Regions from separate parts of the Sus scrofa genome. Here all the other regions are linked to region 2. A link is a contact called in public HiChIP or PLAC-seq data. All regions are on one chromosome and are shown on one strand. The core of a region is the stretch at or near the end of the contact, and the rest is flanking DNA. Distances in the headings are between cores, read along the strand shown.

Region 1 (4,853 bases), core at 328-2,827, 180 kb before region 2:
CCCAGTGGTGAAGCCCCCAGAGAAGCCAAAATATGGCAGAGTCATCATGCCACAGACTGGTCCCCGGATGATGTGAAAGTCATCCCAAATAGGGGCAGGTGACCCAGCCTGGTTGGGAGCCCAGCGCCCCAGTGCCTGCTGTCGTAAACATCTTCACTGTGAGGGCCGGCGACACTGGCATCTCCCAGCCTGGGAAGAAGCCTTGTCAGCAGAACCTGGTCAGGCAAAGGAAGGTGGTGTATGTGTGTTGGGGGCTGATGCCCTCTGGGGGCATCGAACCTGTGATGTGGAGGGTGTGAGCCAGGATGGCCCTGGTTGGCCTCTGCAGCATGGATGAGCTAGGTAGGTGCTGGGTGGGCACCAGCCAGGCCAGGATGGCTGCAGTCCCACCTGTGGGCTGTGGGGCAGAGCTGGTGGGTCAGACTGTGAGGGCACATGGGCCATAGCCCCACCGGCCAGTGTCCCCCGCTGCCCAGACCCTGCACCAACATGCAGGGCCTGCTGAAGATTTAGTTCCCTGTTCGCAAGTTTCCTTGAGATCTGAGGAAACAAGAACTTGAACTTGGAGTTCAACACACCCTAGGGAAAGCCACCCTGCCCCTTGGGGCTGGGGGAGGGGCAGGCAGGCCACCACTTGTGGGCGGGGAAGGTTGGCACCACAGTCCTAGGGGCCCCCACGCATCGCAGATTCGCAGACGTGTTGGGTCTCCTGTGACAAATATCTGAACGGTAGTGTTTTGAGGAAGGGGAAACTTTTTCTGTATTTGAAAATGAGCTGGAGAGGGGCCTTGAGGGAGGACAGGAAAGAGTCACCTCAATGCCTTAGAATCCTGACCCTTTGTCGCCCTGTAAAGGGAGAAGAGGCACAGGCAGTGAGGGACGTGGGGCTTTGGGGAGGGGAGAGATTGTGGCCGGGGTGTGGGGGACGGTTACGGGGGAGGGGTGCACTTGAACTGGGTTTTGAAGAGCAGCTGGGTGAGCAGATTAGAGGGAGAGGAAGGTCCAGGCGGGGTTAAGACACAGATGAAGGGGTGAGGGAAGAGCTACCCAAGGAGTGTATGAGGACGTCCCCGACTTTGGGTTGGAGAATCTTAGTGGTTGGGGCCAGGTGGGGAGTCCCTGAAGGCCAGCTTGAGCCGAGGTCGCTGGGTGTTGGGTGCTGGCAGAGGGCAGCTTCGAAAGGGGGGTGCCATTCTGGGATGATCCCACTTCAACACGGGCCTGGCAGGCAGGTGACAGTGGGCATGAGAGGGAGGGCATCTGATGGAGGAGGTTCTCTGGGGGAGACCCAGCAGGAGTCTGGGGCTGGAGGCTGGTCAGACTGGGGCTGGAATTGGGGGGGCGCAGAGGGGAGCTGTTGGAGGTGGGGGGACCTTGGGTGATGACACCCAGTAGACAGCGGGTGTCAGGCCCTTGGAGGACAGCTGAGCAGTCAGGGCCATGAGTGGGGGGTGTCCAGGGGGCACCCTGCCCCAGGGCAAGACTGGCAAGGAAGGCCCCTGGGGAGGGGCAGCTGGGGAAAGCCCACCGTAGGTCACTTCACACGCACACAAAACATTTTTCAGATTTGAAGTGTGTGCACAACTCTGACCTTGTGGAAGGGGGTGGTGATTTCTCATTGTTCTGTGATGTTGGTTTCAGTTTTGTAATGAGTGTTCCTGAAAAAAAAAGAAAAAAAAAAAAAAACAACAAAAAAAACCAACAACTAGCACAATGAACACCCAAAGCCCTTTTGAAGTAGCAGAATGGAAAATAGAACTCTGAAGAAGCAGCGGCTTCCTTTACATCCCCGGGGGGGCCAAGTCTCTCTCTCAGGGTTGTGGAGGGACCTTGAACTCCGCATGTCCCCCACGTGCCCTGACATCTAGCGGGGCTGCACATCTGCGTGGAGAGGTTCCACGCAGCTCCGGTGATTTACACTTCTGTCATCACAGACTTGTCACAGGCTCTGGGACGGTGATTTTGGGGGTGCAGCCCCCTGGCCACAGCTGTGTTTCTGGGCTGATGAGTCAAGATGACTGGGCTGATGGCGGATGGGATGGTGTCTTTTTATATTTTTGGTATGAAGTCTCTTCCAAGTAAATGAAGAGGCTACTTTTGAAAACACCGCCGTGGGAGGAACGGGTGCAGGCGGGTTTGCTCTGGGTGCTGGGGTTTCTCTGCATCCAGCCATCGTTTTCATGTGCTCTCTGGTTCCCCTCAGCAGCCTTCTCCTCCACCCCCCCAACACACGATAATTGTGAGAACAATGAAAATCATCAGCCGTGGACACCCCACACCCTCCCCTGAGTTCTTCCGAAGTACCCCAGAAATCAATAAGTTAGGATAGAGAAAATGACATTTGGCTCTGTCTGGGCTGTCCTGTCTGTGTGCTACTGCTGCTGGGGTGTTGAATGGAAATTCTGAAGTCCTCCCTAACCCCGTCAACTTAGACTGTGCTTCCTGCTTTCCTGTTAGTGCCTACTCTCACCCTGACCGTTCTGACACTGTGACTTACAGATCAACTTTTTTTTTTTTTTTAAACCACAGTTTTAAAAAGCCACACACACACACATACTCACGGGGGGGAAAAACATACAAAACAAAAAACCCTGTTTAAGAGCTGACTAAGGAGTTCCTGTTGTGGCTCAGTGGTAATGAACCCAACTACTATCCATGAAGACTTGGGTTTGATCCCTGGCCTCGCTCAGTGGGTTAAGGATCTGGCTTTGCTGTGAACTGTGGTATAGGTTGCAGATGAGGTTCAGATCCAGAGTTGCCATGGCTGTGGTGTAGGAGGGCAGCTGCAGCTCCCATTCAACCCTTAGCCTGGGAGCCTCTGTATGCTGTGAGCGTGGCCCTAAAAAGACAAAAAAGGAAAGAAAGAAGAAAGAAAAAGAAAGAAAGAAAGAGAGAGAGAGAGAAGGAAAGAAAGAAGGAAGGAAAAAAGAAAGAAAAAAGGAAGAAAGAAAGAAAGAAAGAAAGAAGGAAGAAAGAAAGAAAAAAGAAAGAAAGGAAAGAAAGAAAGAAAAAAGAAAGAAAGAAAGAAAGAAAAAAGAAAGAAAGAAAGAAAGAAAGAAAGAAAGAAAGAAAGAAAGAAAGAAAGAAAGAAAGAAAGAAAGAAAAAACTAAGCACTAAGGCTGGTCCTCCAAGAGCCAGGGCCATGACAAAAATTCTCCATTAGCACATTGTTGTCTAGAGGATGAAAACCTTGCATGGTTCTTTCATCAAGACACACCATCTCTGTTTTAGAGAAAAGCAAACATTTTTGTTGTGGGAAAGACAAGTCAAGTGGCCGAGTGGATTGGTGTCCAAATCAGGCAATACTTATCCAGGCACCCTGCCCGGCTCTGGAAAGGCATGTGTGGGCCTACAGGCAGGAGGGGTCAGCTAGTGCTGTCCTGGCCTCTTTGTGTTCGCCTTTCTGTCCACTCTGATGGTGACTCCTTGTCCAGAGCAAAAGAACACAACTTTTTTGATGTTGTCTTGCATACAAATTTGTTAATACTGTCTTGGCAGAAGGGTGACGTTTCTCCTGCTGGAACATTTGATTTAAGATAAGGCAGTGGAGCCCCAAGTTGGCCATGAGATGGGGACCCCACACAACCAGCCTCACTTCTTCGCAGGAACCATGGTTTCTGCTTCTGGGGCTTCAGGATTTGCTCAACTAGCACCACATACCTTGCAGGCTCTGGATGAGATCTTGTGTAGGGGCTCATCCTAGGAGGAGCTGGGGTTTATATAGAGTCACTGGCACCCATTGGATATTGTGCTGTGTTTACCCTTGTTAGATAACGAGGAGTGATTCTTACTCAGCCGTGAGGCCAGCTCCAGGGAACTTCTGGACCTTGAGAAGCTGAGCACTCACCAGTGGACCAGGCACTCTGCTGTCCCTGGTGGACAAGGCCAGGGCCTGCCTTCCAGGGGCCTACTTCCTGGGCCAGGGCTGCCGATGCTTTCTGCAAAGGGCCAGATAGTAAATGTTTCCTTCTTTGGGAGCTATGTGTCTTTGTCACAATGACTTCCCCTGGTCATTGTGGTGGGAAGGTAACCACAGATGAATGGTGGGGCCGTGTTCCAATAAAACTTTATTTATGCAATAGGTGCTGCTTGGATCTGGCCCATCTGTTAACTGCCCAGATTTTTCCTCTGAGCTTATGAAGGGCAGGAACAAGTTCTTAGTCATGTTTCCTCCCTGGTGTCTAGTGTCTAGTGTGGGGCCTGATCCATGGTGGGACCTCAGGAGTGTGTGCTGAGTAACACGCCGTAAAATTCTTTCAAGGAAAATACTGTGAGTTTCTAGATATATTTATAATTCCCATTTTGAGCTGAACTTGGAGTCATGACACTACATTGTTTAAAATAAAAGGCCCGAGTGTGCACACGCACACGTGTGTGCGCACACACGGAAGTATCTCGCAACTAACCTCCCAGGTACATGGGCAGCTTATATTCCAATTCTGTTGTCCTTTCAACTCCTTCCCTTCCTTATGTCTCTCTCTTTCTCCCTGTTTTTCTTCACTCCCTTCTCTCAGCTCTTTCCCTAAATATTTATTATGCATCTTCTATGTGCCAGGAACTATACTAGGCCCTAGATGATATATAGCAAACAAGACATAACATTTGCCTGCAGGGAAATTATAGCCCACTAGCTGAATCCAAAGAAAGAAAAAAAGACAGAATTTAATGAACAAAAACACAAACATAAAATAGGAAATATCCATAAACCCAAAGTTGGATTCTTTGGAAAAGTCATAAAGTTGATTTAAAAAACCAAAAATTTTAGAAGATTGAGCAAGAGGAAAAAAAAATGTAAAAATAATCAATGGCAGGCATGATAAGGAGACATCACAACAGAGACTACCTTCTTAAA
Region 2 (4,523 bases), core at 901-3,400:
TTACCCGCCAACCCGCAATGCTGGAGGGATGTCCAGGAGCCCTCTGGTTCCCCCACCCCAGGAGGGAAGAGACTGTTCCCCCCACCACTCGCCCTTCTCCACTTCAGGACTGCGGAAGACAAGGCTGGATCTCTGAAAACAAAGGCCCAGAGAGTCAGATTTCCACCCTTATCCAAAGTGCCATGGCAGCTTCAGACATCCTGGCCAGAAGTGGCTTTGCAGGCTGCCCCTCCAGGAAGGAAGATGAGCGCCCAGGGTCAGAAGGCTGTGAGGTTTCATAGGCTCAGACACACCATTACTGTGACCTCAGTCTCTCTTATGCCAAAATGGACAGGGAGCCGTCTGACTCAGTGCTGTTTCTAGAAACTCGCCAGGGAGCATTTTCCTTCAAGTCAGCTCAGAACACAGGGACGTGGCCCAGCCAGGTCCTGCATGGGGTGGCAACTGCAAAATCCATGGCACCCTGGCCCCCATCAGGGCCACTCTCCTGATTCTGAGTCACCAGTTAAGGCTAGGGGACAGGAGTTGCCCTTGTGGCTCAGCAGATTAAGAATCTGACTAGTATCCATGAGGGCACAAGTTTGATCCCCGGCCTTGTTCAGCAGGTGGAGAATCTCTGGTGTTGCCGTGAGGGGCGATGTAGGTTGCAGATGCAGCTCGGATCTGGCATTGCTGCATGGTGCTGTGGGTCGGCGGATGGAGCTCCGATTCGACCCCTAGCCTGGGAACTTCCATATGCTGCATGTGCAGCCCTGAAAAATAAAGGGAGAGGGGGGCTGCTGCGGTCCTCCTGCTGACTTCTCCCCTGATGCACCCTTGGCTCTTTCCTCCCTGACACCACCACTTCCAGCCCAGGACGGGGCAGTGAGCACGCACACTCCTGAGGGGCCATGACCCCTCTCAGAGGGCCCGCGTGGTCCATCAGAAGGAAACGTTTCACAGTGAGGCCGCTGCGGGCCTGGGAGAGCAGTCCCTGCCAGAGCCTGGCCTTCCTCCAACAAAACGGCCCGGTTCGCCCCTGCTGCAGAAACTTCTAGAACGAGAAGAGGCCCTTCCCAGCATCCTGCTGCACCCAGGGCTAGGAGTGTCAATTTATACAGTGAGGGGAGCCAGCAACCCAGACCCCGCTTCTACGTCACCTGCCAGCTCTCGGTCTGGAGACTTGCCTGTGGTCACCATGTGTCACCTCCCAGGAGATGTTCCACTTTCCAAGCAGGTGAGACAGGAACCCTGTTAAAAATAGCTGGCTGGACTCTTCACAGAGTCCCCCTTATAAAGCAAAACCACTGGCGCTCCTCCGTCCCTGGCCTCAGGTTCCCTCTGGGACTGGGTGGGCCTGGTTCCCGCTGCACTGAACCATCACCACCACCACCTCCCCCTGCCAGTACGCTCTGGTGTGGCACCCCAGCACAGTCCAGCCAGGAGTCACCGCTTGTCTGTGTCCCAGCCGCCCACAGGGCCCTTGGGCTGTGGCCACTGAGCAGCTTTTGCTCCCTGGGTTCACCTCGGTGACCGGGGGCCGCTGGGACGGTCCACACCCTCTCCCTGCCTTCCTGCTCCCTTTAGTGTTTGGCGGGCCAGGCTTTCTGGAGCTTTCTCAGAACTGTGGATGCATTCCCAGTGGAAATCATGACATTTTCCGTTTCACATTACGCACTCCACAATGCCTCAGGAAAAGAGAGAGAGAAAGAGAAGGAAAACAAGGCCTGGGAGCCAGCCCCTCTCTGTCAACAGCCGGGCCAGGCCCTCTCTGTTTATCCTGGAGTCACCTCCCGGAGCTTGACAGCCAGCGCTCCGTGTTTGCTCCTTCCGTCGGAGGACTGATGAATAGGTGACCTGCCTTTTCTATCTGCTCCTCTGCTCCCGTGGCACCTCTGGGCCCAGGCATGCCTCTCGACTTTGTTGTGTGTGGCTTTTTTTTTTTTTTTGAAACTTTACTTTCGACTGCCATGGTAACTGCTGCATGTTTGGCAAAGGGAAAGAGGAAAGAAAAAAAAAAAAAAAAAAAAAAAAGCTGGGAGAGAAGAAAAGGAGCTCTCAGCGCGGGGCTGGCGGCCGTCCAGGGTAATCATGCCGCAGAGCTGAAATGAGGCCTCTGGCGGGCAGCCAAGTTACAAAGAACAAAGCTGTCAGTTCCTAATGTTGACGGCAAAGCCTGCTTGGCACCCTTATATGGTTTCCCAGAACCCCCTGCCTTGGCCGCCATCCATTCCCTTCAGGGCAGCAAACAGGATTAGCCCAGCGCCGAGTTGTTTTTCTCCCTCTCCTCCAACTGTTCCAATGACATCATCCCCGCTGCATTCATTTGCCAGCAGGGTGGTTTTTCTCCCTCTCTCTCCACCTCCCGCCCTCCCTCGCTCCCTCCATCTCTCTCTCACACACACCTCCACTCCCACTTCCTTCCTGTGGCCGCTCCCCGCGCCTCTGCCTCGCTTTAAACGCAATGTTTTAGGTCATTCCCCTTGTCCGGCATCCCTGCAAAATTAAAAATGCCCTGGTGCTCGTACATTTCGCTGAATCAAGCCAGACGTTGTATTTTATTTTTATAACTGAATTCCTGTGAGATAAAAATCTCATTTTCCTTAGCAGGCTGTAATCAGCACTCGCAGGGCTGTGGTTTCCAACTGCCTCGTCTTGTGCTTCCTTATGAAGCTCCGCTGAGAAATGAATTTGGCTCCCATTCAGGTTTAAAGGGCCCGAGGCCGGTCATATGTTGCTCGTTCACACACACACACACACACACACACACACACACAAAATGTGTGCACAAAGACCATTGCACACGTGCGAGCACCTGCACACACACCCACAGCCACGCAAACAAAGGGTACAGAGATACCCACTGAGACAGACGGACACGCAATCAGCACCCAGGGTCACTCTTTTCCTTGCAAGCAGGAGACCAGGTGAGTAAGTAGAAGCCAAGAGCGTCTCCCCCGCCCCTCCCCCAAGGCTGGTTTCAACCAGCAGGCAGGCAAGCATTATGCAACTAACGGCTGGGTTCATGAAAGGAATGGAGGTTCTCCGACTGCACAAATGGGCCCCCGCCCCCCCACCTCACTCTGATTCATGAACTAGTTTTCAGATTCATGAATCACTCGGGAGCCAGCAAGAGAAAAATGAGTAGTATTGATCTCATGGCGATGGAAATGGACTCATTTATGGCCGTGCTGGGTGCGGACAGCTTTCCACCAGCAGACACTCGTCAGCGTCCAAGGGCTGCAGGAGGTGCCTCCACCTGGAGGGGGCAGGGATGCTTGAGGGCTTCTGAGGAGGCTCCCCTCCTCTGATTGTTTAATGGACATAGAGAGACCTACTGGGACATGGACTGTGGCTAGACGCCTCTGTTCTCCTTGGGTCGGTCAGTGGCCCTCTTTTGAGTATTTGCCACCTTTTTTCCTTTTTTTTGGTCCACTTTGAATGAAATCTTTTAAGAGGCATCTCAGAGCAAATTCTTTTCTGGATTTCTGGTGACTTCTCAAGGACTACCTAAAATAGAAATTCACCTTCTACTAGGTGAATTTAAGTTCAAGTTCAACTAGGATGTCTTGGGGTTTGCTTCTTTTGCAGCTTTAAGGCAAAGAGGTAGCTTTGACACTTTTCAGCCCCTTGCACGTTCTTCAGCAGAGAAGCCCTGGGGATACAGACTCTCTAGATTTGGAGTGATCCCATTTATGTCAGGAAAGGCCATCCTCCCACTGGACGAGTGTCATCATACAGATGGGGCTCCGGGATTTCACAAAATCATTCTTTTCCTGCCCAAATGGAGTGATGGTGCTCTGGACTGACTTGGGGAGGTGGGCACTGAGCTGGGGTCTGGTGGCATCACAGACAGGGCCCTCCAGTCCCTGGCAGGTTTGTGAAAGGGGACACTGCTTTCCAAATACTTTCGTTGGGCCCCTTGAGTTTCAACTCAACCACTTTCTCTCTTGACACATGCCCCTCAGCCCAGTCCTGCTCAGCTTGTTGGACTCACCTTCAGGGGTGGGGAAAGCTTCCTTTCCTCTCTAAAACGCTGCAGTTGAGACTGTCATGGGTAAGCAGATCATGATGGCGATTGGCTCTGATTTGCAGCTTTGAAATGGGATTTTGTGTGGTTTTCTGTTCCCAGGTCTCTCCAACCACCCCCACCCTCCCAGCTCTGGGAGATTTAAAACAACCAATTGGACATAGACTTTTCAGAAACTGAACAAATGTTGGCAGCCAACCACCAGAAAAGGATTCGATCCTGAGCTGCATCATTTTGGATCAGGGGTTTGGAAATTAGATTCTCGCCCATTGACTTCAGATGGACAGTCGCGCCATCCAATGCATTTAACTTGGCAGGGATTCTGCGTTGTGACCTTGCCCTCATTTATTTCTGCAGTGCCCAGAGAAAGCGGGAGCAGCCCCGAGAAGGCCGAAGAAGATGCATTTGTATGAATTTCAATAAGCTGTGGGTGCAGAGGTGGCAAGGGCGGCTTGGCATTTCATGAGGTCCGTGAGAAGGTGCCTTTCAGCTCTGAGCAGCCCCAGCTTTCTTG
Region 3 (4,846 bases), core at 1,296-3,795, 150 kb after region 2:
CTCTACGCTCTCCCAAAGGACAGCAGCACTGAGGACTTGTTCTGACGGGGACATGTGTGACCTCGGCTTTCAGCACCAAGGAGATGGGGACAGATCGGGCTGCAGAGAGAGCTGCCTCTGTGAATCCCGGAAGAAAGGGCAGGGAGAACAAAGTTTACACTGAAAATCTGGACTTTCCAAGCAGCATGTTGAGACAGACCCACAGCAGACAGGTTTGCTGCGGGCCCGGGACTCGCCTGGGGCGGTGGCTGCAGCCTGGAGATTCATCTAGAAAGAATATAACACTGAGCTTCCGTCTTTTTCTACTCTTTCTGGGCCTGTAGTTCTCCAGGTGGTACCCTAGGGGCCTGAAAGAGGGAGACTCCCCCCTCTGTAACCAGGAGCTACAGGGGTGGCAATGGAAGGGACCACTGGCGAGGTGGCAGGCTGACTTCTGGGTTCTGCGCCCCTTCCCCCCAGGGAAGGGGACCAGAAGACACCCCACCTGCTAGGTGACTAGGGAGGGCACACCCTGTACAGATGTTGCTGATCCAGCCAGCCTTCCTCGGGTCCGGGAGTCAGGTGCTTCCTTGGAACTCCCTAGCTGCCCTGACAGGGAGGTTGCCTCCGCTCCAGCTCACAGGTGGGGCCACTGAATCTCAGAAAGGTTCACTAATAATGTGCCCAGGTCTCGCCTTGGACACGGTCGATCCTGGGAGTCAGTCAGATCCAGGCCTTTGGGCTACAAGTCCAGCGGCAGTTGCTTCCGTAGGAGGGTCCACTGGCCTGCTTCAGAGGGGGCCTCTGCCCACAGATGGGGACAGTCATGCAGTCTGCCTTCACCTCCAGGGCATCGTGTCTCCCAATAGACACTTGGTCCCCATCTTCCTGTCCTGATGTCCCACTGCCCGTGTGCCCTAAGGAACCACTGACCGGAGTTGAAAGTAGCCATCAATATCTGGCAACCGTAAAACCTGGGGTGTGTTTTGTTGATAAAAACCCCCCAAAGGAAACGACCACAGGAGCTGTGAGGAGTCCAGAGTGGGAGATGTTTTCCAGAAAGGGCCCCTCCAGGGCCGTGGCTTCAGGACAGTCTGTTGCAAACAGGCCCCAAGAATATCTACCATCATCACTGTTAGCGCTGCTGTCGCCCTGGCACCATCAGACTCCACATCTGGGGGGCGCTCCTAATTCTGGATTCCTTGGAGAGCTTGTGGGGCCTGGCTGTCCCCCCTCCTGCTGTCTGTCTTCTGTGTCACTCCTGACTGCCTCCCGCAAGCAGAGCATTCCCTGGGGAGGTTTCCCCGGGGACCCTTTTCTCTGGCTTCCTTACGCAGCTGTCACACTGTCCCACTTGTTTTTCAAGAAGGAGGTCCCCAGGGTTTCTTCAAGGCAGACCTGAACTTGACCCTGCCATGTGGATTTGTCCCCTCTCATCTCCCCGCCCCACCCCCCCGGGAAAGGGGGACCCAACCCAGGCACCCATGGGCGGGTCCTAACAGCCTCTTGGCCTCTGCAGTGCATCACCTGTTGTTTTCTATCCAGAATATGCGTTTGGACATGGAAGGATTTCAGCGGTTCCTGCAAAGGCAAACCTCTCTGGAGGAACCAGAGATGTCTTCTTGGCAGACCAGCTTCACACCCCACAGGGCAGTCTGTCAGCAAAGCATTTAAGGGGATGCGTGCTTAGGTAACACATGAGGGAGGGTAGGTGAGGGAAGCCATCATCCAGCACTTGATCATGAACTTCATATCCGCCAAAGGTGTCTTTTGTTTTTTGTTTTTTGTTTTGTCTTTTTGCCATTTCTAGGGCCACTCCCGCCGCTTATGAAGGTTCCCAGGCTAGGGGTCTAATCGGAGCTGTAGCCACCGAGGGAATCCGAGCCGCATCTGTGACCTACACCACAGCTCAGGACAATGCCGGATCCCTAACCCACTGAGCAAGGCCAGGGATCGAACCCACAACCTCACGGTTCCTAGTCGGATTCGTTAACCACTGAGCCACGACGGGAACTCCTTTACCCGCCAAAAGTTTTTAAGTCATTGCTGCTAGCGCTTCCTCCCAGACACCCTTAGGAGGTGGGTAGAGGCTGGTGTCCTCCTTTTGAGAATAAGGACAAGGAGAGGGAAATACCCCCAAGGACACATCCATGGAATAAGAAGGGTCAGAGGCCTCGGTGGGGAGGTGTTCCCCTCAGCTAACCTCCACTCCTGCCCCCAGCCCCATGTGCCTCCAGCAAGCCAATGCCGAGGATGTTTCTGGAGTGCGGCTTTCACCCAGGAATTGTCTAAGATGTTAGCTTGCTGGGAGCGAGGCTGAGGTCTCGGTCACTGTCACCTAGCATGTGGGTGCTGTGCAGTAAGTCACCGAAAGATGCTCACCTACTGAGCACAAAAAAAGCAAACTCTCACTCTCCAGCCACTCCCGAGCCAGCTTTGAAGCAAGATGTATTTTTAAACACAAGCCTCGTACAGAAAATGTTCCCTCGCATGTCCCCATAGCCTACTAATGGGGCAACTGTTGGCAACCAATACCACCAGCCCGTGCTCAGGGCTGTGTTCTCAATTTTTCTTTCTATTCTTGTCCCCTGGCATATGATAGGGGTTGCTGTCCCGGGAGACTGCAGGCTACTGACGGAAAAGCTTGCAGTCGGTTCTGGCCTGCTCTCAATTTCCAGACTCTCTGATTTCGTTCAAACGCGGGACCTGTGGACCTGTGTCCCTTTACCCAGTTGGTAACTTGGATTTTTTTGTATTCTTCTTGCAGATTCCATGGAATAGCCTGATGTTTCCCAGAAGGCTGGGGACCCCCACCGCCCGCCCCCAGCAGTGCCCCAGGCTGACAAGGGGATTGAAGTCGGAAAGTCAGACGCCTGTCCAGTGCCTGAGAAAGCGGCCTCTGTGCTCCTGCTGGATTTCACAGCAGGGCCAAGGGCCTCACTTCCCTCCTTTGCAAAGGAAAATAGCCATTCTGGCATCAACTTTGCTGATGAGGATTTATCTCCGAAGCCAAAAGGAAAAAAAGTCACCTCTTGAGTCCTAATTAGAATGATTCCTCTACTTAATTTATTCAGGATAGCCTCCTGAATTGGCCTGGTGTGTCCTTGAGTATTGTTACTATTACTGCTGCTGTTGCTGTTGTTGTTTTAAAGAAGCCATTTCTGACCAGGGGCTGGGGAGATGCCTTTTGTTCGCCTCTGGGCCCTGCGGTACCGGCCCCCGCCAAGGGAACCATTCCTGCACTGCTGTGTTTATTTGAGTTATGTAATATAAACAGCTCCAAGGAGATGGGCTCCGCCACTTTTTGTTTTTAGACTCCGACTTCACTTGCCCTCTGCAGAGCTTGGCGCTTGGGTGGTTTCCTCCAGCCTCCTCTGTTTTGCTGCTGGGGAACACAACAGCCTGCCGTTGACCCTTCTCTAGGACTAGCCCTTTCCTTCTCAGACCCAGCAACGAAACAGAGACGCTGCTGAGGCTGACAGTGTCCTCAAAGGCTCAGCCTAGGCTGGAGGTGGAGGGGGCATCAGAATGAGCTGTCTTGGGCATTAAGCTTTCTCTGTAGCTTCTTCACTGATACCTAGTTCCTCCAAGTCAGAAGTATCCCTTGGTGTTCCCATCATGGCTCAGCGGTTAACAAACCCGACTAGCATCCATGAGGATGTGGATTCGATCCTTGGCCTTGCTCAATGGGTTAAGGATCTGGCGCTGCCGTGAGCTGTAGTGTAGGTTGCAGACACGGCTCGGATCCCACGTCGCTCTGGCTGTGGTGAAGGCCAGCAGCTGCAGCTCCGATCAGACCCCTAGCCTGGGAACCTCCATATGCCACAGTCCTAAAAGCCAAAAAGCCAAAAAGCTAAAAAAAAAAAAAGAAAAGAAAAGAAGTATCCCTAGAATGTCTGAAACATAATTCCGTGTCGCATATGGATTCACACCTGACTTTTCAGGAACACCTCTGATGTGTAAAACACATGTGACTATAGTTAGGAGGCGAGTTCGAAAGGTATTGCAGACATCAGCTCCACATTATTTTACTATTTGCAACCCCTTAAGTCAAATATTTGCGAAGTGTTTCAATGCTAATTAGACCAGGCTGATGGTTTATCCCCCTAATGACTCCACGCAGTGGAGAAACCCCGCAGCCTCCCAGCTGAGTTTGCCTTGGCAAAACGGCAGGCGAGGCACCGTTGGATTATACTGCATTTTTAGTGACAGGTTTCTTAAAACAACTCTCCAACCGGCTGCATCACTGATTCCTTTATTTATACAGTTGTCTTAATGCAGATAACAACTATTTTCAGAATAGTTATGAACTCTCAAATTTCTTATGGTGAGATTCCATCTATAAAATCTCATTTTGCAAACTTCCATCTTTCTTCTCAAATCACCCCTGACACTCATGCTTGCCATTTGATCTACCGGGGTCACCAACCTCGAGGTGACAAGGATGCCTTCTTCATCTTTTCAGAACGTTGGGAGGCAGGACTAAAAAGGGGACGGCATAGAGTTTCGGAGGATTGAGCACCCAGGCAATGGAGGTCGGGCGGAGGGAAACTGGTGGCAGGAATGGCCTGGAATAGAGAGAGAGGCACCATGCTTCCCTCGCCCTGGATTCCCAGGCAACTCAAGCCTGGGAAAGGACAGGAGGAAAGGAAGGAGGGAGAGGAAGGAAGGAAGGAAGGAAGGAAGGAAGGGCGGGAGGGAGGGAGGGAAGAAGAGAGGGAGGGGAAGCAAGGAAGAGAAATTACAACAATGGGCAGGGTGGGGATGGGGCGGGGTTGGAACTGGGGATTTGTGCCTGAAGAATCACTGCAAGGGCTACCAGCTGAAGCCCCGCCAGGGCCTCTGACAAAGACACACAGCATCCTCT

What was found. HiChIP or PLAC-seq counts read pairs in DNA pulled down with a chosen protein or histone mark.
Region 1: an H3K27ac HiChIP or PLAC-seq map of alveolar macrophages shows a contact between it and region 2. The contact joins two enhancer-like sites. A contact is called at or near these places in 1 of 47 Hi-C or Micro-C datasets (embryonic fibroblasts) and 2 of 2 datasets of contacts at active chromatin or transcription factors (alveolar macrophages and skeletal muscle).
Region 3: a contact with region 2 is called in an H3K27ac HiChIP or PLAC-seq map of skeletal muscle. The contact joins two enhancer-like sites. A contact is called at or near these places in 6 of 47 Hi-C or Micro-C datasets (heart right ventricle, liver, mesenteric adipose tissue and 2 more) and 1 of 2 datasets of contacts at active chromatin or transcription factors (skeletal muscle).

What each region holds. Positions count from the first base shown.
Region 1 is chr14:56,273,099-56,277,951 of Sscrofa11.1, forward strand. No RefSeq gene overlaps it. Among named protein-coding and RNA genes, the nearest start is that of TOMM20, 160 kb to the left of the region's middle. Within about 2 kb of position 1,578, at least 29 of the 83 cell types and tissues checked have an H3K27ac peak or open chromatin away from gene starts, as enhancers often do. A contact at or near this core is called in alveolar macrophages, where this site is marked.
Region 2 is chr14:56,450,766-56,455,288 of Sscrofa11.1, forward strand. No RefSeq gene overlaps it. Among named protein-coding and RNA genes, the nearest start is that of IRF2BP2, 93 kb to the right of the region's middle. Within about 2 kb of position 2,151, at least 76 of the 83 cell types and tissues checked have an H3K27ac peak or open chromatin away from gene starts, as enhancers often do. A contact at or near this core is called in alveolar macrophages, liver, mesenteric adipose tissue and 3 more, where this site is marked.
Region 3 is chr14:56,604,931-56,609,776 of Sscrofa11.1, forward strand. It overlaps LOC110256752 (a long non-coding RNA gene), which reads left to right. Exons shown (of 2, transcript XR_002338680.1): 1 at 1-212; 2 at 2,747-3,072. LOC106506002 (a long non-coding RNA gene) reads right to left here. Exons shown (of 3, transcript XR_002338684.1): 3 at 3,803-4,547. Among named protein-coding and RNA genes, the nearest start is that of IRF2BP2, 62 kb to the left of the region's middle. Within about 2 kb of position 2,546, at least 28 of the 83 cell types and tissues checked have an H3K27ac peak or open chromatin away from gene starts, as enhancers often do. A contact at or near this core is called in liver, mesenteric adipose tissue, retroperitoneal adipose tissue and 2 more, where this site is marked.